Linked DNA regions of Mus musculus: region 1 is linked to region 2. Evidence: chromatin contacts called from public promoter capture Hi-C data. All regions are on one chromosome and are shown on one strand. The core of a region is the stretch at or near the end of the contact, and the rest is flanking DNA. Distances in the headings are between cores, read along the strand shown. Region 1 holds the start of Plcb2 (phospholipase C, beta 2). Region 2 holds the start of Oip5os1 (Opa interacting protein 5, opposite strand 1).

The links. Promoter capture Hi-C pulls out the DNA fragments that hold promoters and counts their contacts.
Region 1: a contact with region 2 is called in a promoter capture Hi-C map of liver, with 3 times the contacts expected there. The contact joins the promoter of Plcb2 here to the promoter of Oip5os1 in region 2. A contact is called at or near these places in 2 of 39 promoter capture datasets (liver and pre-B cells).

Annotation. Positions count from the first base shown.
Region 1 is chr2:118,725,735-118,729,697 of GRCm38.p6, reverse strand. It overlaps Plcb2 (phospholipase C, beta 2), which reads left to right and starts at 1,260. Exons shown (of 32, transcript NM_177568.2): 1 at 1,260-1,460. The coding sequence starts at 1,377.
Region 2 is chr2:119,591,606-119,595,608 of GRCm38.p6, reverse strand. It overlaps Oip5os1 (Opa interacting protein 5, opposite strand 1), which reads right to left and starts at 1,313. Exons shown (of 3, transcript NR_027832.1): 1 at 1,175-1,313.

The DNA of each region.
Region 1 (3,963 bases), core at 11-2,510, 870 kb after region 2:
TCTTGTAGCCTAGTCTTGAACTCCTGACCCCATCCCTCTAGTGCCAGAGACCCACAGTTTACCTTTTGATTCTCACTAACCCTAACTAACCTGTTCATCTAAACCTGTTCTCTCTTGCCCGCCCCTACTCTCATGCACTGGCTCCTAGCCAGTAGTTCCAGGGCCTGGAGAGGGTAGTTCACAGTTGTCAGGGGTGGCACACAGACCCCTGATGGGACCTGTTGCAGAAGGCCAGGGCCTCAGAGGGGAAGGAAATCATGGGTTAAGCTTCTAGCCTCCCCAACGGTGCTAAGCCATTTGATAAGAGTGCATTATTAGGTAAGAGGAAGTGACTGGGGCCTGAGCTGGGCTGGAACTGAGCCTCTGGGATAGATATGGACGATGTAAGGATCACAACACCTAGAACCGAACTGGGTTAGAGTGGGCTAAACCCTGAACAGGGGGCTAGAGCAGGCTCTGGTCTGCCTCTCAGAACCTCTCTCCTCCAGGATCTGTGTGTGAGGCAACACAGTGCATGAAGGAACACTCCAGTGCTGGCGGCAGCAAAGGGCCTCTTAGGCTGTGAGGCAGCTGCTGGGCAGTGGAGTTTTTAGGTATTCATTGAAAGGTTCAAAGATGCAGAGAAGTGTCATGGGTGAGAGGCATACTGCCTCACCTGGCTCTCATTTTCATGGGGAGGAAGCACTGAGAAAGAGGAGCTGGGTGTCCGAGAGACTTTGCTTATTCAAAACACTCAGTGCCAGCTGGGACCCGGCCCATCCCTGACTCCCACTTCCAGATCCCGCCCTCTGAGGACAGAACCCCTGCTCTGTGGAGGACCCTTTTCCTAAAGAACTGTTTGTGTTCTTGCCTCAGCCCAAGGCTCAGGAATGGTATCTCCCACCCCCCTCCATGATATATCACTTTCTTCCATTGGCGGGGGGGGGGGGTGTGTAAATCTGAGTAAAGCCTGTCTTTGTAACGGGGTCCTGGCCCCAACATTTCTAGATCTCATAGCCCGCCCCTCAGTTCACAGCAGCCCAGAGAAGGAAGCCCAGAGCAGGAAGTGCTGAGGCAGGGGGTGGGGGAGGAACTCCCAGGAGGGGAGCTCAGCCCCCTTGGGCAAAACAGCTACTGCAGCCCCCGGCTTCAGGAGGAGGAGGAGGAGGAGGCTGATTTACAAGGCAGATCAACTGGGCCCTGGCCTGAAGCTCTGAGTCCTGCATCCAGCTACTGCCACCCCGCAGGCTATAAGAGCACCCGACTTCCGGACCAGTACTGGGCGGGTGCCATGTGAGCCTAGCCTAAGCTTCCTCTCCTGTTCACCCTTCTTCCTTCTCTTCTCCTGTCCCCTGGAGAGGTTTGCCCAACCTCTCCAAAGAGGGACACTTGACATCATGTCTTTGCTCAACCCTGTTCTATTGCCCCCTAACGTGAAGGCATATCTGAGCCAAGGGGAGCGCTTCATCAAGTGGGACGATGTGAGTAGGGTTCGCCTCCCCCCCCTCAAATCCCCAGCCCCCGGGACGGTGGGGGCTGGGCTGCTTGGGAGCTTTGCAGAACGGAGGGTTGGTTTATGTCTTCCCAGCACCCAGGCGCCTATGTGTCTGTCACAACAGTCTATCTAGATAAACAAGTCTGGGGTGAGGGTGGGTGCTCCTGGCTGCTGTAGGGAAGGAAGCCTCTGTGTTTGGGAATAAGAGAGGGGGCTATGTGTGTTTGTGTGTGTGTGTGGGGGGGAGTCAGAGTCAGAAATCTTTGGACCTGATTTGCCCTTTTCAAATCCCCGAAGATGATAAAGGTTTGTTTCTAGTAACTTCAGTGTTGGTAGGGGGAATGCATGTCCCTCTCCTCCCACCTCAGCTGAGATCAGGAAGAGAGGTCAGTCAGGTCCTCTTCCCAGCACGGACACCCCAAATTTGCTCTGGCAGGAGGCCCATAACCAGCTGCACCATCCCAGTGTGCAGAACAAACTGTGTCCTGTCCCAGGGAAGCCATATTCTATCTCAAGCTACTACTGTGGCAAGAGTTACAAAAGGGCCGTGGATCCAGTTGAAAACGGGAGGCTCAAAGACTGGGGTCTGAGAAGGAACTTACTGACTTCTGCTTCCCCCATGGTGGCTCAGCTCAGCTCAGCCTTCTATTACCTGCCAACCTGTCATCCGGCCGGGGAGGGAAGACCATCTGCACCCCAGCCCAGAGTCTGCGCCTTCCTAACTCGTCTCTGGTCCTTCTGGGCTGAAGACACAGCCACTAACCATAGAATCTTTTGGTCTAAGAAGAATAAAATGAGAACTGTCACTCAGAGAGGGATAGGCCTCCTTAAGAGTGCTCTAGCCTGGCCTCAGGAAGGCCTGATGTTCTCAACAGCGCATGACATTTAGGAGGTCACCTACAATTACTTCAGCTCCCTGGATTGGCTAGTCTAGTTTCTCTATGAACTGAGGGGAGTCTGAAGCTAGACCCTTCAGGGCTTTGTTACGTTAAGGCATCTGGCTGTCAAAACTGTGGGGATGGGGCCCTGGCATGAAATGCTTTCTGTTTCTCTAGAAGTTGGTCTCTAGAAGTTTTGGTTGGTGTGGCATGGTGGTGGCATGCTGGTGACATGGTGGTGATGTGGCGTGTCTCAGAGTCTATGGAAGGAGGAAAATGACTCACAATGAAAAGTGAAGTGACTCTCTCAGTTCCTCTGGGAAGCCTGTATAACCTGAGGGGGGCTGTAGGTCATCAGGGATAAGGCATGTGATTCTTTCTCCAACCTGTGTGTCTGGTTGACCAATTCCCTTCCCCAACCCAGAGTGCTGTGTGGTCCCTGAACTCTGACTTGCATGAGCAAGAATGTCCCAAGCCCAGGCATGGGACACATGACCTATGAACCAGGTTTTGCTCTTGGATAGCTTTGGCACAGTTAGTAGATATATGGCTCTATATTGATAACTGTAGTAGAAAGGATAGAACCAAACCTGACTCTGTCTAGTCTCCCACAGCCCCTTCAGAACGTACTTAGAGGGGAAACCTTTCCTGGCTATAGAAAGAAACTCAGCAAGCTCTCAGACATGACCTTCACCCTTAGGCAATAGTCCAGGGGTCCCCACAACGCCCAGTCCTTTTCTAGGAACACATTAGAAGTGAAGCTCTAACCGTGCTTTGGCTTGCATTTTGCCCTTCTCCTTCCAGGATGAGGTGGGGGCAACTGCAGGCTTCCTGGAAAGGGGGGTCCTCCGTTCTTTCTCTTCCAGGGCTTCCTACGTGGGGCGCAAGGAAGAATGAGAGTTCTTTCTTGAATATATGCTGTCGACTGCTGGCTTGGAGTTTCTAAGCCTGACAGAACTTGACACTTATTCTTTCTCTGGTGACCTTTTTGATGATTTGGGGAGACCCTCCTCCATGTATTGGGGCTGGCTTGCTTGAAATCTCCCAATACCTCTCTATTCAGGGACTCACTCACGATTGTTTTCAGCTCCCTCTCACTGGTTTCCTCCCTGCAGCTCTGGGCCTTTTCTGCCCATTCCTCACACATGTGTCGGCTTTGGGTCCAGCAAACACTCACATTTTACTGTACAGGCAACTGCAATCAGAGGCAGTCTGCCCCACACCTTCTGGGTTTCCCAGCCTAGAGACCAGCTCCTGTCTACGCCATCCCACACTAAACAGTCTTAAGGTCCGGAGCCAGCACAGACCCTCCCTGGGGCTCACTACACAGCCTTTTTCCAAAATTGGCTTTCTTATAAAATCCTTCCCCCACACTCTAACCACCTGTAATGTGGGAACCTTTCTTGTTCCATTTCCTTGGTAGATCCTGTATTTGGTCTGGTGTGTCAGCAGCAATAATCATGCATTGCTGGAAACTTCAGTTGTAATACCTTGTTTATATACGCAAAGGCTATTAAAATAAATGATGGCCTATGTACTGTGTGAGTGGAGTAGGGATGTAGGCCAGTTTGCTCATTCGTTTGCATACTCACTCAGCAAACTCCAAGGTTA
Region 2 (4,003 bases), core at 64-2,563:
TTCCCTTCCTCTGGCTCATACCTATTTTTTTCTACTTGTGGATCATATTAAAAAGAAAAACTACTTGTGCTAAAGGGGAGGGGTTTTGTTTTTTGGTTTTTTTTTCACCCCCTAAGCAAGTGCTTCCTGCTTCAGCTCTGCTAAGTCTAGGGCTAACAAAAACCATATAATCTATCACAAACATTCACTCACATTATGATTTTTCCATTTGAACTGGCTCTCACTAATATGCCAGTTTATTTCTGAAACAAGGTTTTGATAGATGTAAATTTCTGGCCCTGAGCACCAACACACGCAGCAAATGTCTCCCCGATCCAGAATTCAGAAGCAAAGACTTTCCGAGAATTTAGCTGAATACCAATAAAAGTAAGGGGGCTCCCAATTACAAAGAGATAAAATTAAATAAGAATCAAATATAAATATCTTGTTAGTACTACACTGTCACCAGTGTACACCAACTACACAAATGAGATTCCAGCAGTACTTCCAGAACTATAGTTCTAAAAAAACGAAAAGAAAAGCATCGTAAGCCGTTTCCCTTGATCCTGGGTAAGAAATCAACATAGGTGAATTCCACTGAGACCCGTTTGCCGAAACTAATGCGCCATAAGGGCATTATCAGGACGTCCAAGGACAAAGCTGCTTACTACGGTCATAAAAGTTTGGCAGGGGCGAGTATGAGGTAAAGGCTGCAAGAGTCTATCTGTAATACACATACTCAAATGAAAATACCAGAGGGAGCCTCTTACAGCAAATCTCAAGGTCAACGCGCCAGGGACACAAAATGCCCAGAGCTGCAACAGGCCTGTCAACCTCAACCGGTGACGCCTTCGGTAAAGGGTCAAACAATACAGAGATAGTCTTAGAAAAATAAAAGGGAGGTGCACACAGCGGCTTCCCGATACGGCCGGCGTACGTGCAACTCAGAGAACCAGGGCAAAGCACGCAGCGGCCAAAGCGAAGGGCGCAAGGAAGGGCGTGGAGCGCTGGTAAGGGAAGGACGCGGCCACATACCCGGAGGCGGCGGAGCCGACCGGACGCGGCTGCGAATGCAAAGCCCTGTCAGGCCCAGGCCTCGCCGGCTCCCTCATTAGGCTCGCCGCTACCCCGTCCCGAGTTGTGCCGCCCCACCGGCTGCTCGTCTCCCGATAGACAGACGGACTTCTCAGCTCACCTCACACGGTCCAGCACAAGTACTCCGCTTCTCACGGGAGGCCTGCCCCGGGCCCGCAGGCCAGCTGCCCGGGGCACGCCTCACTCCGCCATCTTCGCTCCTTCCCCTGTCCGCCAACCCAGGGGCGGAGGCGCGAAAGGCTCCGCCCCGCCTCCGAGTGATGATTGGACAGCACCTTGCTCGCGCGCTCTTTTTCCATCGCGGATTGGCTGGGAAGTACTTCAATCAATCCCTCTCTCTGGTTCTATTTTTTGTTGTTGGAGCTTAGTGCTCCAGTTGAAGTTAAGGAGGAAAAGGGTTGTTGTAATTCACTTGAGGAAAAACATTCCGCACGGAGGCAGTCTCACTTTTTAGTAAGATAGCACTACAAGGCCAAATGACTATTTTAAATTATCGTTACTGTAAAAATATACTGTTACTAGTAATTCCTCTCTTGGCTAAAGGATTTTTATACCCGGACTAACACTACACCCAGAGGAACAATTTCATGGTGTCAGTTCTTCTGACTTTGACCCACTTGAGAGAATGTTGCCTGCTGTTTAAAGGTCAATACAGTAGCGTAGTTTTCCTCACCTTAAAAGGGCCTGCCCGCTGCCTGAGAAAATGTTAAACTGCATTTGTTGTTTGTTCCAGTTGTAGGATTTAGAGATCCTTTAGCGGTATTTCCAGGAGAGGTAGTGAAGGCAATAGTGTGACTCTTCCAGGTGATGACACACGTTCTTCTGGATAAGCAGTGCTTCCTAAATGACGGGGTTATCACTAGGCCATTTATTAAATCCAAATTTCTATGCTTCCCTCTGTGATAAGGATGCTATGCCATACAAAGACAAAACACAGTTGTCTATTGAATCTATTGGCTAATAAAATAATAATAATAATAATAATTACATTATTCGTTATTATTATTAGAATGTTAGAACCTATTGAATAATAATAAATTCACAAGCTACATTGATTTATTGGCTGCAACTGGCCATCAGCCTTGATTTCCCTTTATAGCTGGGCTGGTGACAGAGACCTTGTGTATCCCAGGCTGGCCTCAAATTGCAATGTAACAGAATTACCACACTGGTTATGTCCTGAATCTCAAGTGAGCAACAATGTCCTCCATCCAAAGACAGGTTCTTTGAGTGTTAGCTACTATCAGATCACACATCACTGCACCGTATGTCTCTGTGTATGAATAGGCACACTGTATATCTGTATATACTTAGACTACAGAAGGCCTGCAAAGGATTACACAAACCTCTGTGTTCAGTGAGGTTTTACTACATCCAGACAGAGCTGATATAAATGGGAAAAGTCACCACAGTTAGATATTGATGAACTCATTTAGAAAGACACAGAGTATTGAAGCTAGCTGAGGGGTCCAGGTGAGTGTCAACGGAGGAATATGGTGAGGTGCAGGACTGAGTAGGGACAGACAGATGCACAGACAACAGTAATCCAAAGGAGCGATATCAAGCAATGAGGCCTGGGCTAAGCCGAAGGGCTGCCCAAAGAACCAGCAGAAACAGTCTTGTCCCTCCTCAACTCACTTAAGCAGGGGTTCAGGTGACACTGCAGGGCTGTTACCATCAAACCATGGTGCTATGTCTTTCCTATTTATATGGGGTATAGGTGAGGAATTCTCCTGCCTGAGGTGTATGTGTGTGTGCTCACATGTAGTGAAAACTCAGACTGCATGCATATTAGACAAGCACTTATCAGAGCTATATCTGTTTAATACACCCATATCCATTTTTTTCATGTATTTTGATTTGATATATTTTTAGATTAAATTTATGTAAATTATTTTGCCTGTGATTATGCATGTACATGTACCACACACTTGCTTAGTGCCTGAGGAGGTATCAGATCCCAAGGATCTGGAGTCAGGGATCATTGTGAGTCACCATGGCAGGGCTAAGACTCATGCCTGGGTGGGTCCCTACATGAGCAAGAAGGACTCTAACTGCTGGGCCATCTCTAGCACGTACTTCAAGCTTCTAGCAATCCTCCCACCTTGGCCACCTCAATCCCAACTCATTTGGTTAAGTTTATAGTTTTTATTTTTCTTGAAAATTTTTACTTTTAAGAATTGGGGCTGGGGTAGTGGTGGTGCACACCTTTAAACCAGCACTCAGGAGGCAGAGGCAAGCAGATTTCTATGAGTTTGAGGCCATCCTGGTCAACAGAGTGGCATTCCAGAATAGCTGAGACCATATAAACAAACCATGTCCCCTCATCACCCCACACCCAAAATTGAGGCTGAAGAATACCACACAGTCTTAATTATTGTAGCACTGTACTAAGTATAACTTTTTTGTTTTGTTTTTTTAAGACAGGGTTTCTCAAGCTGGAGAGATGGCTTGGTGGTTAAGAGCACTGACTGCTCTTTCAGAGGTCCTGAGTTCAATTCCCAGCAATCACATTGTGACTCACAAACATCTGTAATGGGACTCAATGCCCTCTTCTGGTGTGTCTGAAGACAGGGATAGTGTACTTGTATACATAAAATAAATAAATAAATCTTAAAGAAAAAAAAAAAAGAGTTTCTCTGTGTAGCCCTAACTGTCTTAGAACTTGCATTGTAGACCAGGCTGGCCTCCAACTCACAGAGATCTGCCTGCCTCTTCCTTCCAAGTGCTAGGCTTAAAGACATGTGCCACCACCGCCAGGCTGTAAGTAAATCTTGAAATTGATTTCCCCAGTACTGTTAACTCTGGTTTTCTACATTTTTTTGTATATGGTATTCAACTATAATCCAACTGATTTTCTTTCATTTTAACCTTACAAATAATATCAGTAACACTGTGTCCAGGCCATTGATCTGATACATACCTACTT